Linked DNA regions of Manis pentadactyla: region 2 is linked to region 1. A link is a contact called in public Hi-C data. All regions are on one chromosome and are shown on one strand. The core of a region is the stretch at or near the end of the contact, and the rest is flanking DNA. Distances in the headings are between cores, read along the strand shown.

Region 1 (4,565 bases), core at 218-2,717:
CCACTGGGAGGGCTGAGGCCAAAGCAGAGTAGGCATCCCCTCTGTTCTGTACTCAGCCAGGTCCCAGTCCCTGGGGCCTGTTCAGGAGCAGCGGCTGCTCACACAGATGTCGCACACACTTCCCCAAGCAGCCTGAGCTCTGGGTGCACAGGAAGGTGTGGCAGGGCCTTCCTCTGCCGCAGGGATGCCTGGCACCATTCCTCCTGGAGGTCCCCTTGTCTGGCTTGCAGCAGTGTGGTGACACTTGCAAGAAAGTCTCTGAAGCGGCAGAGGCTGAAGCCACAGCCAGCTGAGCCCCTGTCTGGGACTCCAGACAAACACCTGCAATGTGGGGGCAGGGCAGACCGGGGGCCCCCACTCCCAGGCTCCTCCCCTTGGGAGCAGGCCCAGCCGCAGGGCACCTCGTCCTGGGGCCCCGAGACCACCCTGCTATGACAGCTCTACTTGTTTGCACAGGTGGGGTGGGACCCTGCCTGTTACCTGGGGGTCGGAAGCATCTAGGCCAGCCTAGGGTGCAGCTGGCGCTCAGGGAGAGTTTAGTGAGTGAGCCTGCTCCTGGTTGTGAGGTCTGCACTGGCGGCTGGGTGAGGGTGACCTCAGCGCCATAGCAGGACCGCTGGTCACTGGGGGGCCTTGACTCAGGGGCAGGGGCTCTGGGGCTGGAAGTGGGACAAGGGGGGCCTTGTCACCAGGACCAGGGGCTGGGCCTAGGTGAGGAGGCTGAACGGTGCTGTGGGGGCCCCTGCAGACAGGGGTGCAGGGCAGAGCTCCAAAACTCCAGGGCCTGGGACAGCCAAGGGTCCCAGCACCCCGAGGGACGTCTGCCTGTGGTCCTTGGAGAGGAGCTGCTTGACCCCAGGGCCCTGAACACTCCGACCCCAGCGTGGGCAGGCATCACCCAGGGGCCGCGGAGGGCCAGGGGCAGGGGCTCTGTCAGGCCTGGGGCAGCGCAGGGGAAGGGACCTGAGGGAGCCTAGGCATCTGCTGCCACCAAGTGGTGGACGGCTTGGTCGCTGGGCGAGAGCTCCCAGGGCCCGGGTGTCCGGGGAAGCCCCTCTCAGGCCTTCTGCCCGGCCCAGGCTCCCGCTGGCCACTTGGACTTGGTCACTTCACTTTTTCTCTTAAGGAAACCAAGTTCCTCCCTTTTGCAAGGAAACGTGGTGTTCCCGGGGTCCCCAGGCCCGACTTCCTGTTCAGCTCCCCCTGCTCGGGGGCCTGCCCTGCGACGGCAGCGGCCTGGGCCTCCCTGCCACCCCCGCACCGTCCCCCTCTGCGCTGGAGAAGGGCACCCTGGCCTCAGTCCCCCAAAGGCTGGGCGCAGGGCGCCTTCCTCTGATGGTCACAAAAGGGGGTGGGCCGGCGGGCTGGGAGCAAGCCTGGTGCCTGGGGGGGTCGGAGTCGGGGGCCTGTCCGGTACGGCGGCGCTGCGGAGGGGCCCGGGCAGGGGGCGGGGCCTGCGTCCGGGGCGGGCGCTCACTTCCGCCGGACGTGAGGCCCCGGGGCGGATGGCGGAGACGCGGAGGCCGCGGCTGAGGCTGAGCCGCCGGAGGCCGCCGCCGGGGGGCGGGTGAGGCCCGGGGCCGGGGGCCGGGGGCCGGGATGGGGGCTCGGTGTCTCCCAGCCGAGCTGTGTCCGGCGTCCCAGCCCCACGTCCCCCGCCGGGTGGCCCGACCCCCTCCCGCTGAGCCTGCCCCCCTTACCCAGCAGCCGTTCCGAGACCCTCCTCGGGGGCGGCGGCGAGTCCGCGGGGCCGTGGGCGGAGCTGCTGCGCGCAGCGCGCGCGGATCTGAATCCAGACGGGGAGCTGCCTCCGCTGCCCGCGTTCCTCCGCCAGGTGCGCCGCGGCGGCCGGGGGCCTCCGGGCAGGGCTGGGTATCGGGCGCCGGGGCTGTCCCGGCGCGGCCCGACGACCCCGTTTTGCAGGAGTCCGGCCAGCGCCCGGAGCCTGCCGCGCCCCCCGAGGCCTTCACCGTCGGGCTCGAGACCTTCTCCTGGACGCCCTTCCCGCCGGCGCCGAGGGGAGGCGGGGGCCTTGGCCACTCTCGTCACGTGCTCCGTGGGGCCGGGGGACTTCCGGGGTCCCCCGCCCGGTCCCCGCGGCAGTGCCTTGCCCCCAAGCTCCCCAGCACCCAGGAGCAGCGGTTGGTGGATGGGGCTCAGATCCTGCGGAGCTGCCCCATGTGCCAGGCTGACTTCGCCCCCGGGTGAGTGCCACCCTGGGCTTCCCAGGCCCTCTGCTGCCCTGTTTGGAAGCCACGGCCACTTCAAGGAAGCTGAGAGGTGCCTCCTGCGTGGAAAGTTGGCAGAGCGGACTGCCGGCCAGCCAGGGGGCCATCCCGCGAGGCCCTGTGACAGGAAGGCCCGCAGCAGGAGCACCCCGACTTGGGGGCCCTGGTAACCGGTGTCCCCAGCTGCCACCGTCTCCAGGACCAAGCCAGGCTGCGGGTCACTGAGCAGCTTCTTGTTTAAATAGTCCCCCAGCACAGGTGCCTTCCTAGGGGTGGCTTGGGGGTCTTAATAAGGAAGCTTTTGTTTTGCGCCTAGAGATGCTTTCACTCCAAAAACCCAATACACAGTTTGCTTTTTTTAAGTAGGGAGTTGGAATCCAATGTTCTGTTATTAAACCCAAAGCACCCAGCTTGCAGGCCGTGTGTCGCACAACCGAGGAGACAGGAATGGTTGCCACTGGTCAGGTGAGCGGACACCAGTCTGTCTGCATTAGCACATCCTGTCTTCAGAAGCAACAGCAGCCCTGAGGGCGAAGGGAGCCCAGTCCAGACGAGACCGGCAGACTAGTTACCCAAGTACAGGACGCACACCTGCCAAGGAAGATCCGTAGGTCCTCCTTCCGGTTCAGAGATGGAGTCTCCGTCGGAAGCCAAACCTCTGACCTCGGACTCCCCCAGCCTGGGATGTTTTGTGTCCTGTCTGTGCCCACGGCAGCCCGCACAGGCTCCAGTGGCTGCAGGCGCTGCTCAGCTGTGCCCACGGCTGTCCCCAGGTGCAGCCCCTGCCGTGGGGCCTGGTGGAGACGCCCTGGCACCCCGGGAGGCACCTATGGAGTCGCGGTTTCCAGACCAGGTGTCTCACTGGACACGCCTCCTGCCTCTGCTGCTGTTTGGAGTTGCCCTAACCTGCTCATCCGACTGGCTTGCCAATTCTGACGTAGCAGGGGGCACTTTTAAAACAGTGAAGTCGTCATGATTTGCGCCATCAGAACAAAGTGTCCGGAGCCCTGCTGGAAGCCCACTGCCTGGAAGCCCACGGCCCCTGCCGCTGCCCCAGCACTCCACACCTCCTCCCCCTCTGGGGGGCCTCTGTCCTAGGGGCGCTTTTGGGTGTCACTGTGGTTGGGTCCAGGTCTCAGCGTATCTGGAATGCCGCCACGTTCTTCACTGTATCATGGATTCCTTAGGGCTGGGAGACAGCCAGTCCCACATGGCTAGACACGAGGGCCCATGGCACCACAGGCGAGGACACAGGCTGGGCCACAGGAGGGTCCTGCTGGACACAGCCACCCAACGGTCAGCCTTTCCCATGACTCCCTGGAAAAACGTTTGCTCTTCGTGGTCCTTGGGATGTTCTCTGAGCAGTGACCTTAGCCAAGCACCACCCTTCTGAGCAGTGGGTGGGTGGCCCGGAGGCACAGGAGGGAACAGCCTTGGGCTGCCAGAGCAGAACCCAAGGGTCAGTGGTGCTCCTGTGTGTGCCTGGTCTCCGGCCAAAGCTGTGGGAGACGTGAGTCCCAACGTCCCACCCAAGCTGCTGAGCCTAGGGTGGCACAGGGAGGCCAACTGATGGGGACTCCATGTTGCAGGCAGGCAGAGAAACATCACTGGTTTGAGCTGGTGGACTTGACTGCTCTGCAGGGGAGGGTGGCCCCCAGCAGTGGTGTGCAAGGGGCACCACACTGAGCCACATGGCCCCCCAGCAAGATCTGGGCTCAAGTCTGGCCTGAAATGGCCCACTGGGCCCTGTAGTCATGCTGAGCACCTGAACTCTGCCACCAGCTGCCACTGAGTGTGCTCCTCAAGCACATGGGTGTGGTCATCTCAGGCCTCTGGCCTTGATGGGGTCAGATGAGGTCAGGGACGGGATGTGTCTGCTCTGTGACATGCATCCAGACCCCTCTGCCCACCTCACTGGACACCGAGGAGGCCGGCCCACAAGCCTCAGAGCCCACAGAGCTGCACGCTGGCAGCCCAAGTTGATGAGACCCCTCTGGGCGCTCAGCCCATCCACTTTGCGTCTGCGTCTTGTGGACAGTGGCTCCCACCCCAGGCAGCAGCTGCCGGGTCTCCCTCGGGGCCTGCAGTTGGGAGCCTGGCTGCCCACTGAGGCAGAGCTCCTGACCGCCTCACCCAGCTGCTGAGGACATGGCCGTGTGCAGGAGGGCATGGGGAAAGCCTGCCCTTGCCTTTGTGACGTGGAGAGGCCCCTGGTGCTGCCCCGGGCCTGCCGGTCCCTTCTGCCTGTGGGTGGGCTGCCAGGATGGGCCGCTCACCAGGAGCCACAAGGCTCTCAAGTGGAGTGGGCGCTGGTCCAGACACAGGGTGCTCCCCACC
Region 2 (4,400 bases), core at 500-2,999, 140 kb before region 1:
TCCTTCATTTTCCTGTTTTATGCCTGAAGTGTCTCCCATTACGTGGAGGCAGTAACAGTGATCTTAGTGAGAAAACACCTGTCCTTCACGCACACATGCTATGAGAAACAACTGCTACAATTTCCCATGATTTCAGTTGAGTGTGTGGAAAAATCTTCCAAAAACACAGCAGTCGATCTCTGATGATCTGACAGACAGCATACACATTAACACACAGCTCCAAGTCTCAAGCAAACTCACTGTCAAGAATAACACCAAGGACATGGACTTTGGAGTCAAACAGCTCTCAGAGTCCAGCTGTCACTGTCTTGCCGTGCAATGTGGACAACCCCCTCAGCACCCCCCAACGACCTGCAGAGTGAGGCAATGGCACTTAGCGGCCCTCAGACATTGCCTTGCAGGGAGTCAGCTGCACGTAGCACCAGGCCTGACCCTCAAGCCAGGCAGGAGGGAGCAGGCCCGCCTCCCTCAAACAAGTCAGACTTGTTCCTGGTTCCTGGATTAGGGCCGGCCTCACACCAGCTGCTCTGTGGTCCTCTTCCCTCTGCTCAGTTGGAAGGCCACCTCCTCAGAGAGGCCCTCCTGACTTATCAAACCGACCACCAGGTCCCTTAGATCATGTCACCCCGTGTTTACTTTGTGTAACAATCATTTCCTGACTTCCTTGTTTTCTCTATTTTCTCCTACTAGAATGTAAGCTCCTTGAGGGGGAACCTTATCTGGACTGCTGCTGGGTCCTACTGCCTAAAATAGCCTGTTAAGTAGCAGGCAGTCGGTAAATCATCTGTTGCATTTAACTGTTTCACGCTGGGTCCAAAAGAAAACAAAGGAAAAAGCAAGATAAAACCATCCCAAGCAGAGAGCAGGAGCGCCATGCACGGGCCCGTCCGCAGTCCGGGAGGCCCCGTCCGGAGGAGCCACGACCTGAGGGCTTCTGGAGGCGGTCTCTGCCCGGCTACGGGGCCACCAGCAGTCGGGCCCCCCACCTTTCTGCTCATCTCCTCATGCCCTCGTCCTCCTGGGCCCCACGCTGACCTCGGGTGCTGTCCCTGGCTCAAACGCCCCTCCAGCCGTCTCCGTCCATTCCCGGAGAGGCGCACTCGGGCCGGGACCACCGCGGACGTCCGCACCTGCCCCTGCCACCCTGCCCGTCATCTGCACTCAGCAGGACCTGGTCTCAATAGCTGAGGACCCCGTGCTCATTCGCGGGGTCTCCACCTCACACGTTCCCGGGAGAGGAGGGCCGACCCGGACCAAGGGCGGGCCTCGGGAGAGCGTCCGGGGCTAACACCGCCTCCCTCTGCCGCGCACGGAAGCGGGGCCGACCCGACGGGGGCGCGGGCACGGCACCGAGTCAGCCTGCAGGACTCAGTCTGTACCAGGACGGGACCCCCGGCAACCTGCTGCACCCGACAGCCCCTGCCCAAACCGCGCGGGCAGGCCTAGCCCCGGGCGCGGAAGCAGACGGAGAGGCGGCCGAGTCCCCTCCCTCCCGGGGCGGTCACCGCGCGACCCCGGTGTGCGGCCCGGCCATGCTCTGCCCGAACCCCCGCCCCATCCCCGCCCGGACCCTGGGCCCCGCCGGCACCTCGCCGCTCCGCTGCGGCCGAGCGCGGTCTCCCGAGGGCCGCGGGGAGGAGGACGCGGGCAGCGGCCGCGCCGGCGCTTCGCTTGGTCCGGGAAGGGGCAGCCGGGGACTTCCGCTCCGTCCTGCGCGGCACCGCCTCCGGGGCCTCCAAGATGGCCGCCAGGGCGGAGCCGAGAGCCTCCAACCATTTCCGCTTCCGGCGCGGGCGCCCAGCGGTTGGCGGGGCGGTGCCCTCGGCGGAAAGGACGTATCAGCGGACATACGCCTTGTGGCGCAGGCGCAGCTGCGTCCTGAGACTCCGGGCCCAGAAAGCTTCGCTCCGGAGATTATTACCGCCCGGGGACGGGTCCTCGGCCCTGCCCCCTCGCGACCGACGAGCCAACGGAGGAGGACTCTGACGGTTGCTAAGGGAAACCGCTAGCGGCAAGATGGCAGCCTCCGGCGAAGGGAGGCTGAGCGGCCGCCGGCCGCGCCGGGACCCACGGGGGCGGCCGCCGCTCGACGGTAACGGCCGCGGGCTCGCAACTTCACTTTGGGACGCTCCCGCGCGCTTCCCCGGGGCCCCAGCCGGACCCTGGGCGCCCTCGTGCCCCTCTCCGGGTTCCGTGTGTCCTCGCCCCGTGTTGGCCGGGTTCTCGGGCCGAGTCCCAGCACCGGCCGGGGCCTGATGAGCCCGGACTAGGCGTCCGCACCGCTACTGCGAGCAGAACCCGACCCTCGCCGGCGGCAGAGTCACTGACTGGGGGCCCCTTCCTACCTAGACCCGCTCGCCCCACGTTGCGCCTGGGAACGGGCTGTGCGGCGGGGAACGGGGGAGGCGCCCCGCCGCCTAGCGGAGGGCGGAAGGTGGGCGGGCCCTGGGCGCACGTGTGGACCGGGGCACAGGAGGCCACTGGACGGCTCCTGAAGAGAAATGGCAGGGCTCCTCCCCGCTGCGCTCTGCCCAAAAGTTCCCTCCCCAGAAAGGCGCCCCACTCTCCCAACCGCCCCTCACGCCGCCGCCTCTCTCGGGGAGTCTGCACGCCCTTGTCCTGGTGCCTCCCACTGGGCCTCCCTGCCCAGAGTGCAGCTCCTCCTCGTGTTTGTTGCATAAACAGAAGAGAGGGTGGCTGTATGAACAGTAAACAGGAAAAGTGACCCCCAAACTGAAGCTCTAGGCCGCAGTGCTGGGGAGTTCACTGCAGGTGAAGATGCCCTCGAGGGGGGTGCACACTCGTCCTCATTAGCGCAAGACCCCACCAGGTCCCCTGTGTCAGGTGCTCACTTGTGCATCTTTTCAACCTTCAGGTTACGGTGTCTACATATACCCAAATTCTTTCTTTCGATACGAAGGAGAATGGAGAGGAAGGAAGAAGCATGGTCAGATTCCTGCAGCCAGCACTTCGCAACTGACAGCCCATCTCCTGGGGAGTTTGGTCAGGAGGGTGGCATGGAGTGCCAGCCAGCCTGGGCCCTTGTGCTCTTACTGGTGCCGATGAAAGGCCCCTTCTTTCAGCATTGGAGCTCGCCAGACAAGGCGCCCCAGTGCTGCTCCGGCAGCTGGCAGCAAAGCCAGGCAGCAGCAGTGGGGTCCTGGGAGACCCCTGGGTGGGCAGCCTTCTCACAGGCCTTGGGGCACCCTCAGCAGGGAAATTGCAACTTGAAAATCATCCCTAAAGTTTTTGTTGTCATAAACTGCCTTTATGGCTTTTTCTGATAAAGAGATTCTGTACCTTTGTAGAAAATCTTAGCAGCAGAGAAGGGAATGATGAAGTAGAAGTGGCCACCTGCAGGGTTCAGGCTTTCCCAAGTTCATGGTCCTACTGTTTGGGGACCCTGCCTGCCCTTGTTCTCTGCCCACGTGTACGCGGGTGAGTCTGCAGAGAGTACATGTGGGAGGAGAGATGGAGCCAAGCAGGCCTGAGGGCGCCAAAGCCCAGCTCTCCTCACTGAGAAGTGAGCCCAGCCGCACACAGGCACCAGCGGTCACTCCCAGCTGCTGTCTAGCTTCGCATCGAGATTTCTTTTACCAGGTCATGGGAAGCTGCTGTTTAAAGATGGAAGTTATTATGAAGGCGAGTTTGTAGATGGAGAGATCACGGGAGAAGGCTGCCGGCACTGGGCCTGGTCAGGTGGGACTTGGAGCCAAGGGGTGGGTGTGCTGGCCCCTCCATGTCAGCCTTCCCAGTGGGAGTTGGTCCCTTGCTTCTGGTGCAGAAGGTGCTTCCGTCTGTAAGGAGGCCCTCCCCTCCTCAAGGTGTCCTGTAACAGCAGCATTCCAGCCCGGGTGAGGGGGCCACAGTGCTGCCCACAGCTTGGCTGGGGACCTCAGCTCCTCACAGGCAAGCATGGTGGTTGGTTCTCAGTGAAGAGAAGGGTCACCCCACAGCCTCTGACCCTGAGCGGCCTTTGCCCTTGGCTCATTGCTGCCCACAGAGAGGGTGGGCGCAGGATGGAGTCTGCAGTCACCTGGTTGTGAGGGGAGGGAGTCGCACATCCCTGCTTACCCAGGAAGGCAGGAGGAGATCCACCTAATGTTATTTTCCTTAGTTAACAAGAGTAGGTAATGAGATAGTCACTCTCGTGTGTCCTGACATGGCATCTGCCCCATCGTGGGTAAGGGGTGGGCAGGACCCATTAGCCCTCGGAGGATGCGGGCCCAGTGCTGACCCTGTGTGTTTCTTCCCTTCTCCTTTCCTGCGCCAGGGAACACCTATTCTGGACAGTTTGTCCTGGGAGAGCCTCAGGGACATGGTGTCATGAAGTACAAAGCCGGTGGACACTATGAAGGGGAGCTGTCCCATGGAGTGAGAGAGGGTCTGCTGTCCACGAG

What was found. A called contact is a pair of places that touch in the nucleus more often than the background predicts.
Region 2: a Hi-C map of skin fibroblasts shows a contact between it and region 1, with 6 times the contacts expected there. The contact joins the promoter of RER1 here to the promoter of FAAP20 in region 1. A contact is called at or near these places in 2 of 3 Hi-C or Micro-C datasets (fibroblasts and skin fibroblasts).

What each region holds. Positions count from the first base shown.
Region 1 is chr4:1,033,120-1,037,684 of mManPen7.hap1, reverse strand. FAAP20 (FA core complex associated protein 20) reads left to right here and starts at 1,467. Exons shown (of 3, transcript XM_036882652.2): 1 at 1,467-1,567; 2 at 1,705-1,834. The coding sequence starts at 1,506.
Region 2 is chr4:1,174,635-1,179,034 of mManPen7.hap1, reverse strand. It overlaps RER1 (retention in endoplasmic reticulum sorting receptor 1), which reads right to left and starts at 1,749. Exons shown (of 7, transcript XM_036882787.2): 1 at 1,589-1,749. It overlaps MORN1 (MORN repeat containing 1), which reads left to right and starts at 1,785. Exons shown (of 14, transcript XM_057499626.1): 1 at 1,785-2,092; 2 at 2,876-2,947; 3 at 3,601-3,699; 4 at 4,274-4,384. The coding sequence starts at 2,017.